Linked DNA regions of Mus musculus: all the other regions are linked to region 3. The links are chromatin contacts, called in public HiChIP or PLAC-seq maps. All regions are on one chromosome and are shown on one strand. Each heading gives the region's core, a stretch centred on a gene start, on an enhancer-like site or on the middle of the called end of the contact. The rest is flanking DNA. Distances are from core to core; before and after follow the strand shown.

Region 1 (2,700 bases), core at 131-2,630, 290 kb before region 3:
CCAGCCTTCTAGGTGATGGTACTTCAGCACAGAGGCTGTGGGCTACACCCAGTCCAGATATGGGACACCAACAACATTTCCCACTGCAACAAAGTAGAACTAGCCTTATGGCTCATCAGCCATGTCATATTTAGTCAGTAAGTGAGCTCTGCATAGCAGCACCAGGCAGAACTAATAGAACAAAGAAGGCTGGTAAGAGAAAGTAACATGTGCTTCTTCTTCCTTCCTGGGCCCCTCCAACACTCAACACCTTACCCACAACCATGGTGGGGGGGGGGTGATATCTGCTATCAGGGAACCATGTCTGTCCATCCTCAGTAAATAGGAAACAGAATCCCCACATAAGCCTCAAAGGAGTAAACAGAAGGGATAAAACTTAAAATAGGATTGAGACTTCTCTCTAAGCTGATTCTTGAAATTCTTCGTTTTCAAAATAGTTGTGTTCTTAACATGTAAACATAACTAGAAAGTAATAAAATCTCCCCAAGATCTCTAGCCTGGGAGGTTTAAGAAAGTGTAGCTAAAGCCTACTTGGAGTAAAATAATAACCTTTCACTTCTATTACTTATTCAGTAAATCAGTTCCTGTTGCTTAGTTGGGGACAGAGCCTGCTGAGTGAGACGGTGCCACACCCTGCCGTGCCTTCCCAGTCCAGCAGCTCTGACCTATGGAAATATCAAGTCCAAGGAACACAGATACACAGACCTCCTAATACCACTGCCCAAACACTAAGAAAACCATGTTCATCCATACAGCAGCTCTGCCTACAGTTACTGTCTGCTTTCTAAAGACAGATGTTCTAAGTAGCTGAGAGCTTGACCCAAGCCAGCCAGCCAAGTAACCGCTCTACAATGTGAACCCAGAACCATGTGCCTCCAGAGCCCATGACCAGCCCAAAGATGCTACTTGCCTAATTTTCCCAAGGGAGGCACGTGGTAGCTCTCCCTGAGGCATCCAAAGAGTCTCTCTATTTTCAGTGTTCCTTTGCCTGTTTTCATAGATGACATTTCCAAACCTTTCCCAGAAGGTTTCCTCCCACAGCTCGTAGTCACACTAATCTTTCTGTTTTCAAAACTGTAATATTCTAGGACCCTGATGGGAGTGGGAGGTGGGGGGAACACAAATGAAACACTTCTCCTTCCTGGAGCCCCAGTTGCCAAAACACAGCTTCCAGTCTCAGGGAGAAATAGGAGTGGATCAGCTAGAAAGGACGCTGACCCCACGGGTCAGCCAGAGGAGGGGGCCCTGTGATCCGAAGGAAGTGGACACAGGGAGTGCCCGGAAGAGATTGTTCATGCTTTCAAGCTGGGCCAACCCTTGTGAGTAACAGAGGGCGTGTAGGCCTGGCTATAAATACCTGCATCTTAGGCCCCCACCCCTGGCAGAGCTCTGGAGTTCATCAGCCTTAGATCCACAGTTCCATAGCCGCCCCCACGCTGCAGCAAGAGAGGAAGGTGCCTTCTCTTTTCCCACTCCTAGAGTGATGGCCTCTGAACCTGGGTCCCACTTAGGAAGAGGTAGTCTTCTGAGCCAAGAGACCCTGCTGCTTCCATCATTCCAAGTCTTGCGACTCAGGGGATTGGAGTCTGTGTGTGTGCTCAGTGTGGGTCCCTCAGATCTTTGGCAGGGTGGCACTGTCTCTCTCGGAGTAGAGGGTACATCTTGCTAGGCCTCGAGGAGACTTCAGCATGCATGCTTCCTTGTTCAGCTCCTTCTCAAACCTCAGGAAAATTCTGAGAAAGCTAGCCATCTTCAGGTCTTTCAGTAAACCACAGGTCAGATAGTGAGCCTTTGGACACTGGGTGTTGCCCGAGTACTTATGTAAAATAAAGTTTTTAGGTATGGGGGCAGGGCAAAGTCTGAGCGGGAGTCTTTAACATGCTAAATAGAATATTAAGGTCAGTAACTGGAACTTTGTCTCAAGGTATCCTTAGTGAGTTAACTATGCGCGAAGATTTTATGTTTCTAAAACCTTGTTCCTAGTCTTCAGGTACAATTAGCAGGAAATCCCCTGAAACAACACATTGCTACTAGGACTCATCTGCAAGTCCGCCATCCACAGCTTGGTTGATAAGAGACTCTTCTGGATTAGCCTGGAGACTCTCCTGAATTCTAGCTCTTTTATTCTAACCTAAAATGAATCCAGGCCCAGATGTCCACAGTGATGTGTGATGTTTCCCTTGATCCTAAGAAATACTGCCTTTTCCCACTTTAAACACTCTGAGTAGATTTTCTTCTCATAGTACTTGTGTGTGTGTGTGCACTACATGTGTGCATGCCTTGTGCCCATGGTGGCCAGAAGAAAACATCAGATCCCCTGGAAGTGAAATTATGAACAGCATTTGAGTGCTGGAACCAAGTCAACCCAGGTCCTCTTCATGAACAAGTATTCTTAGCCATTGAGCAATCTCTCCAGACCCTTTTTCTTACTTATTTACTTTTATTTAATAAATCATCAGCTACAATTCTGACTGCCCATATACTCTTGGGTATGGGGATACTGGAACATCAGTGTAGACCTATCTGTAGCCCGCTGTTAAAGAAAACTCACTATCCTTCCCCGAGAAGCCATAAAGTGTCTATAATATGAATCCCTCTCACACCTTGCTGAAATGTTGACTGGTCGTCTTATGCACACAACCACTAGTTGTGTTCACTAGTGCAGTAGTCCTGTAATACACAAAGTTTTGCTCTGGTCTT
Region 2 (2,700 bases), core at 109-2,608, 340 kb before region 3:
TGGAGAGGCAGGAGCAGAATTTAAACCTCCTAGGCCCAGCCCCTGGGAGTCTACAAATGAAACCATAGCAAAAGAGGGAGGAAAACAGTCCAGTAGCAGAGGCAGTGGTTGCTCTGGCCGCAGAGAAGACATTGGCTGTTCTATTGGCTAAGCCCACCTCCAGAAAGGCTGGAAAGGGATCCTGCTACCTTTTCATAGTGAAGTGCAATTTTTCTATACTGTACATCATGATAGTGAAACATCTGTTTCCCTTCAGAAGCCAGCAGAGGAAATCTGCATTCATGTTGTAAACAACTCAAAATGTCAAATACAGGATGAACAGCTGAACACCATACTCTCCAAAGGTAAGGGTATTGTGCTATAGATTCATAACTATGAAAGACATGGACAAAAGACCTTGACCAAATAATTATAAAAGCAACTAATACAGGATAAAGGAAAACCCTGATCCAGGGAACAAGGACCAAGATAAAGATTCCCCCTACTTTGGACTTTGGAAATAAATGTCTGATGCAGTAATGAAATAAGTGATCAATTCATAAAACTCCAATCAGGAGCATGGTGACCACTGTCATTGAAGCTGACAAAGCTCAGAAGACTTTGGAACTGTTTTACAGAGAATGCTATCAATGGTGTGAAAACGCTGGCAAGGAAAGTCTTAGAAGGCTGTAAACAGAGAATGCTTGGTGACTGTGGTGGAGCTTCAGAAGTCAGAGGCTGGCAGGGCTGACGTCAGAGGGAAGACTGCTCACAAGAAGTCACAGTTAGGGATGGTGATCTATGTGCAACTGAGCTAAGATCATACATCGCACACTCTAGCAAATATCTGCTCTGTATATTGTCCATGTCCTGAGATTATAGTTAGTAAGGTAAATCCATTTTTCATTTAGCCCATCATTCAACCTATGGTATGGTTATTTTATAACTGCTTTTGGCTACGATTATGGGGAGGATTATAAACCAAAAAAATAAAAATAAAAAATAAAACAGAAAGGAGGTTCTTTTAAAAAATTAAAATAAAATAAAAGTATTTTTGCCTAGAAAAGAAGTACATGTAAAGCCGTGGCCCAGTAAAATGTGGCTGCTAAGGAGGTTCATGACACTAGAAAGAAAGCAAATGCATTACATCAACATGACAGGAAAGATGCCTCGGGGACATTTCACACATTGTATGACACCCACCTATTTGCACATACAAGATGATACAGTTTCAACTTTACTTTGAGCAGATAGCTCTGGGATATCGTGTCTGTATGGACTTCCCAAGAGAAAGGATTCCCTTGTGACCAGTCCTCAGGGACCCAGAGCCCACAGAAGCTGTGCTACAATAGGGTTCGGTCATTGCTTCAGCTACAAACATTGGCATTGTCTGCATCTGCTGATCGTACAGCAATGCAAAGTGCAAGGGTTACGGGGTCAGGGAGGCTTCTGAACACAGCGTAAAGGAAAATCTGGGAGGCCTAGCGATGTATGACAGGGTCAGAATCCCACAAGCAACCCCTAAGTGGATGGGAGTAGTGAAACTAAAGATAATCCACATTAGGGACTGTAGGAATGAGGAGTGTCTGCAACGAAAACCACAGGCAGTGATGGTAGTGAGCCAGAGACAAAGGCCGTAAGTCTGCAGATAGCCAGGGTGTGGGTAAGGGCTTCCCAACCCTTTGGATTTACATCACACCTACACATAGCTTAGATGCCAGAATAGGACTGCAGATGTAATGTTTCCTGATGGACTTTAGTCCTTCTTTTTTCCTTTCAATATCCAAATACCTCCCTTGAAGAATGAAAATATATACTCTGTAGAACTCTGTAAAGTAGCATACAACTTGCTTTCTTGTTTTATAGAGATTCTTCGTGAAAAAATTGCCTTGAATCTCAGACACACTTTGCATTCAAACTTTTTAACAATACAAAACTGTTGAAGGAATGCGCACCCTTAAAGATGGACAAAGTGCATTACGCTTTATTTCAGATAAATGTGGGCCCTTACTATAATTTAAGTAATAATTTAATTTTAAAAGATAATTTAATTTAATTACAATTGCTTACTCTACTTTAAAAATAGACAGCACCGCAGTTCAGAAGGCATTTTTATGTTTTTACTGAACAAACAAGGAACTTTGAGGAAAGGATAGAATTATCACACTGTACCCTATGACTATGTTTAAAATGTTTAATGTTTTTACTTATTTATTTGCGTGTATGTGTGCCCACACACACACATACCATGGCATACATGTGAAAGTTAGAGTGCAACCTGCAGGAAATCACTTCTCTTTACACTGTGAGTTCTGGGAATTGAATTCACATCATCAAACATGGTGGCAAACACCTTAATGGATTGATCATTCTCACTGGCCCACTTATATTTGTTGTGATAAAATTTAAAACCTACTGAAATTATAAGGAAAATTTGTGAGGTCTGGAATACTAATATTTTTGTATTTAATAAAGAAATCATTAAAAGGAAACAAAACTGGAAGTCTACTTTTCCCTTTGTTTCCCTTTGTTCCCCTTGACTTAATTCTTCCTTCTTAGTGTAAACACTGCCTCTCTGGAAAAGCAGAAGCCATCACATAGGACACCCTTCATAGTCTCTACCCAAGGAACCAGCCGGGTCTTCTGTTCCTGTACTGATCGGCGGTTTGTTGCCATCCAGAGATGCCTGCAAAGGTTTCCAGTTACTCACCTTGGAATTCT
Region 3 (2,700 bases), core at 15-2,514:
ATTTAACTTACTTGAGAACTCAAACAACTTCTGCTTGCTACAATCAGTTCTGTAAAGACGGCCACTGGCTCTTGTTGGGAAGCTGGGGACTGATCTTCCTGCCTTACCCATGACCTCTCCCAATAAATGAATTTATTAATTTCCATGAATTGTTATGGCTGGTGGGAGGTGTGTGCCTGGAAAATACAGGCTGCCAGGAGAAGGCCACAGAGATGATTGAACTTCTCCTGACTTCAGAATCGCCTTGGCCCCTGAGAAGTTGTTAGCCCTAGACCTTTCACCTTAGAACCCTGAAGACCAAGGACATCTGTGTTCTTTAAGCCACCCTAATTATGGGATTTCTAAGACATCAAATACAATTTTTGCCTTTATGGTGTTTCAGAGAAAACTTGAGCTAGGAAAGATGATGAATGGAATCGTAAGTCAATTGTGGATTCAGTTTTACAGCTTCAAAAAAGCTAAATCCAGGAGCTGGAGAAATGGCTCAGAAGCAAAGAACACTGGCTGCTCTTCCAGAGGGCCCAATTCTCAGCTCTGCATCACAGACAGCAACTCTACTCTACTGCCAAGGCATCTGTCCTCTTCTGGCATTCTTGAGCACCAGGCACATACAAGCTACAAAAATGTGTACAGGTACACAAATAGGCAAAACACACAGAAAATTAAATAAATTGTGAATTATTTGTTTATTCACTCATTTATATTTGGTTTTTCGAGAAAGGGTTTCTCTGTGTAACAGCCCTAGCTGTCCTGAAACTCACTTTGTAAACCAAACTGGCCTCAAACTCATAGAAATCCACCTGCTTCTGCCTCCCAAGTGCACCACCATGCCAGACTAAGTAATTTTCAAAACAATATATTAAAACATCATCTCCTGCCGAGTGTGGTGGCGCACGCCTTTAATCCCAGCACTTAGGAGGCAGAGGCAGGTGGATTTCTGAGTTCAAGGCCAGCCTGGTCTACAGAGTGAGTTCCAGGACAGCCAGGGCTATACAGAGAAACCCTGTCTCAAAAAACCAAAAACAAAAAACAAAAACAAAAACAAACAAACAAACAAAAAAACATCATCTCCCAAGGAAAGAAGTTTAAAGTCAACATAATGCCTACTATCTTGTTAGCACACAATAGATACCGTCCGGTACACACTTCGAGAGTGCATTACATAAGAATTCTGTTGACCTTTGTCTTTTGGATCATTCTGACATTGTTAAGAGTCCTCCCGTTTGCATCATCCAAGGCCCAGGTGCTCAGCTACACTCACAGGAGCCCCAGACTTGTCTCTTTCAGCAATGATTTCTCTCCCTGCAGCTGCACTCCAAGGACTGCTTTTGTGGACCACCAGGAATTTCCTGTGATAGAATATCAGAAAGCTACTGGTGTCTCGGAGGAGGTGACTTCACAGGGCAAAAGTTCCCTTTCTACAATAAACATTCTCGGTGTGGCCATGCCGGAGACTTCCCACACAGACCCCCACACCTACCAGCCACTTGTCATCTTGACAACAAATAGCCAGAGAAAGAAACAAGATCATTGGTACAAGACTGTTTTTTTTGTTTTGTTTTGTTTTGTTTTGTTTTAAGTGGACCTGTTTTTGGTTTCTGGATAAGTTAACCTTATGGAAACCAAAGCAAGCAGGAGTGGTGGCTCACTCCTGTAATCTCAGCGTTGAGGAAGCTGAAGCAAGAAGTCGCTGTGAGTTCAAGGATCACCGGACTATATAGCAAGAGAAAAGTGCGGAGATATAAGAGAAGAGAAAACAAACCGAAAAGAGAAGCTACCTTAAAAATAAGTTTTAAAAAGAGAAAAGAAGGGTTGTTCTTGTGATTTTTTTTTTTTTTTGTTTTTTTTTTTTTTTTTTTAGGGAGGGTTGAGCATTTTTGGTTTGGTTTGGTTTGGTTTTTGGTTTTTGGTTTTTGGTTTTTGGTTTTTGGTTTTTGGTTTTTGGTTTTTGGTTTTTGTTTGTTTGGTTTTGTGGTGCTGAGAATCAAAGCCAGAGCCTCAAACATTCTAGGCAATTTTAGTGCTTACCTATGGACGCAATAGCAGCCATCAATTCTCATTTCTAAGTGTAGGATGAAGGTGAGCGTGCCAGTGTCAGGTGAGCATGAAGCCCTAAGCATCCTAAGGTACTATCCAAGATGCTAAGGATGGAAGAAGACACACAACTTCTAGCTGCCCCTCTAAAAACCAGGCTCAAAACAGTCAACAAGAAGAGAAGTCAGAAATGGGAGTGCAGCTGGTCCTGTTTGCATGGGAGGGAGTATGTCCCCAGGGCAGGGAGAGCCAACTTGGAGCCCTCACCTCACAGTGATGAATCAAGCAGTAGTATACCTGGTACCTGACCCCTCCACATCCTAGTCACCACTACCTCCCGAGAGAGTCCTGGGTTTTCAGTGCCTCCCCATTCGGGAGCCTTTGCAGGCAGATCTCTCTATGGGGGAGGCAGAAGGCATAGGTAGACAGGTCTGCATGCAGAGCAAAGAGTCACACCAGGTACTTGCTGTACAGCAGTGACTGCAGGACTTTGGTGAGACATCTGTCTGCTCCCAGTCTTACCCTACCCAAGAGTGACAGGAGCCCACCGGAGTCAGTCTCCCACCATGACTGAAGTACTACAAATGAACTGTTAGAAGTCATGCCTTTGGGGGTGATGAAGTGGGCCCCGATTCTCTAATGGAAGGACACATGAGACAGAGAGAT

The links. HiChIP or PLAC-seq counts read pairs in DNA pulled down with a chosen protein or histone mark.
Region 1: an H3K27ac HiChIP or PLAC-seq map of extraembryonic endoderm stem cells shows a contact between it and region 3. The contact joins two enhancer-like sites. A contact is called at or near these places in 2 of 484 Hi-C or Micro-C datasets (extraembryonic endoderm stem cells and nephron progenitors) and 4 of 115 datasets of contacts at active chromatin or transcription factors (differentiating embryonic stem cells, embryonic stem cells, extraembryonic endoderm stem cells and 1 more).
Region 2: an H3K27ac HiChIP or PLAC-seq map of extraembryonic endoderm stem cells shows a contact between it and region 3, with 7 times the contacts expected there. The contact joins two enhancer-like sites. A contact is called at or near these places in 1 of 15 datasets of contacts at CTCF or cohesin (the NIH/3T3 cell line), 15 of 484 Hi-C or Micro-C datasets (the G1E-ER4 cell line, cerebral cortex, embryonic stem cells and 7 more), 2 of 115 datasets of contacts at active chromatin or transcription factors (extraembryonic endoderm stem cells and trophoblast stem cells) and 1 of 9 other capture datasets (liver).

What each region holds. Positions count from the first base shown.
Region 1 is chr1:4,470,196-4,472,895 of GRCm38.p6, forward strand. No RefSeq gene overlaps it. Among named protein-coding and RNA genes, the nearest start is that of Sox17, 26 kb to the right of the region's middle. Within about 2 kb of position 1,381, at least 9 of the 459 cell types and tissues checked have an H3K27ac peak or open chromatin away from gene starts, as enhancers often do. A contact at or near this core is called in extraembryonic endoderm stem cells, where this site is marked.
Region 2 is chr1:4,421,028-4,423,727 of GRCm38.p6, forward strand. No RefSeq gene overlaps it. Among named protein-coding and RNA genes, the nearest start is that of Rp1, 62 kb to the left of the region's middle. Within about 2 kb of position 1,359, at least 9 of the 459 cell types and tissues checked have an H3K27ac peak or open chromatin away from gene starts, as enhancers often do. A contact at or near this core is called in extraembryonic endoderm stem cells, where this site is marked.
Region 3 is chr1:4,759,292-4,761,991 of GRCm38.p6, forward strand. No RefSeq gene overlaps it. Among named protein-coding and RNA genes, the nearest start is that of Mrpl15, 25 kb to the right of the region's middle. Within about 2 kb of position 1,265, at least 4 of the 459 cell types and tissues checked have an H3K27ac peak or open chromatin away from gene starts, as enhancers often do. A contact at or near this core is called in extraembryonic endoderm stem cells, where this site is marked.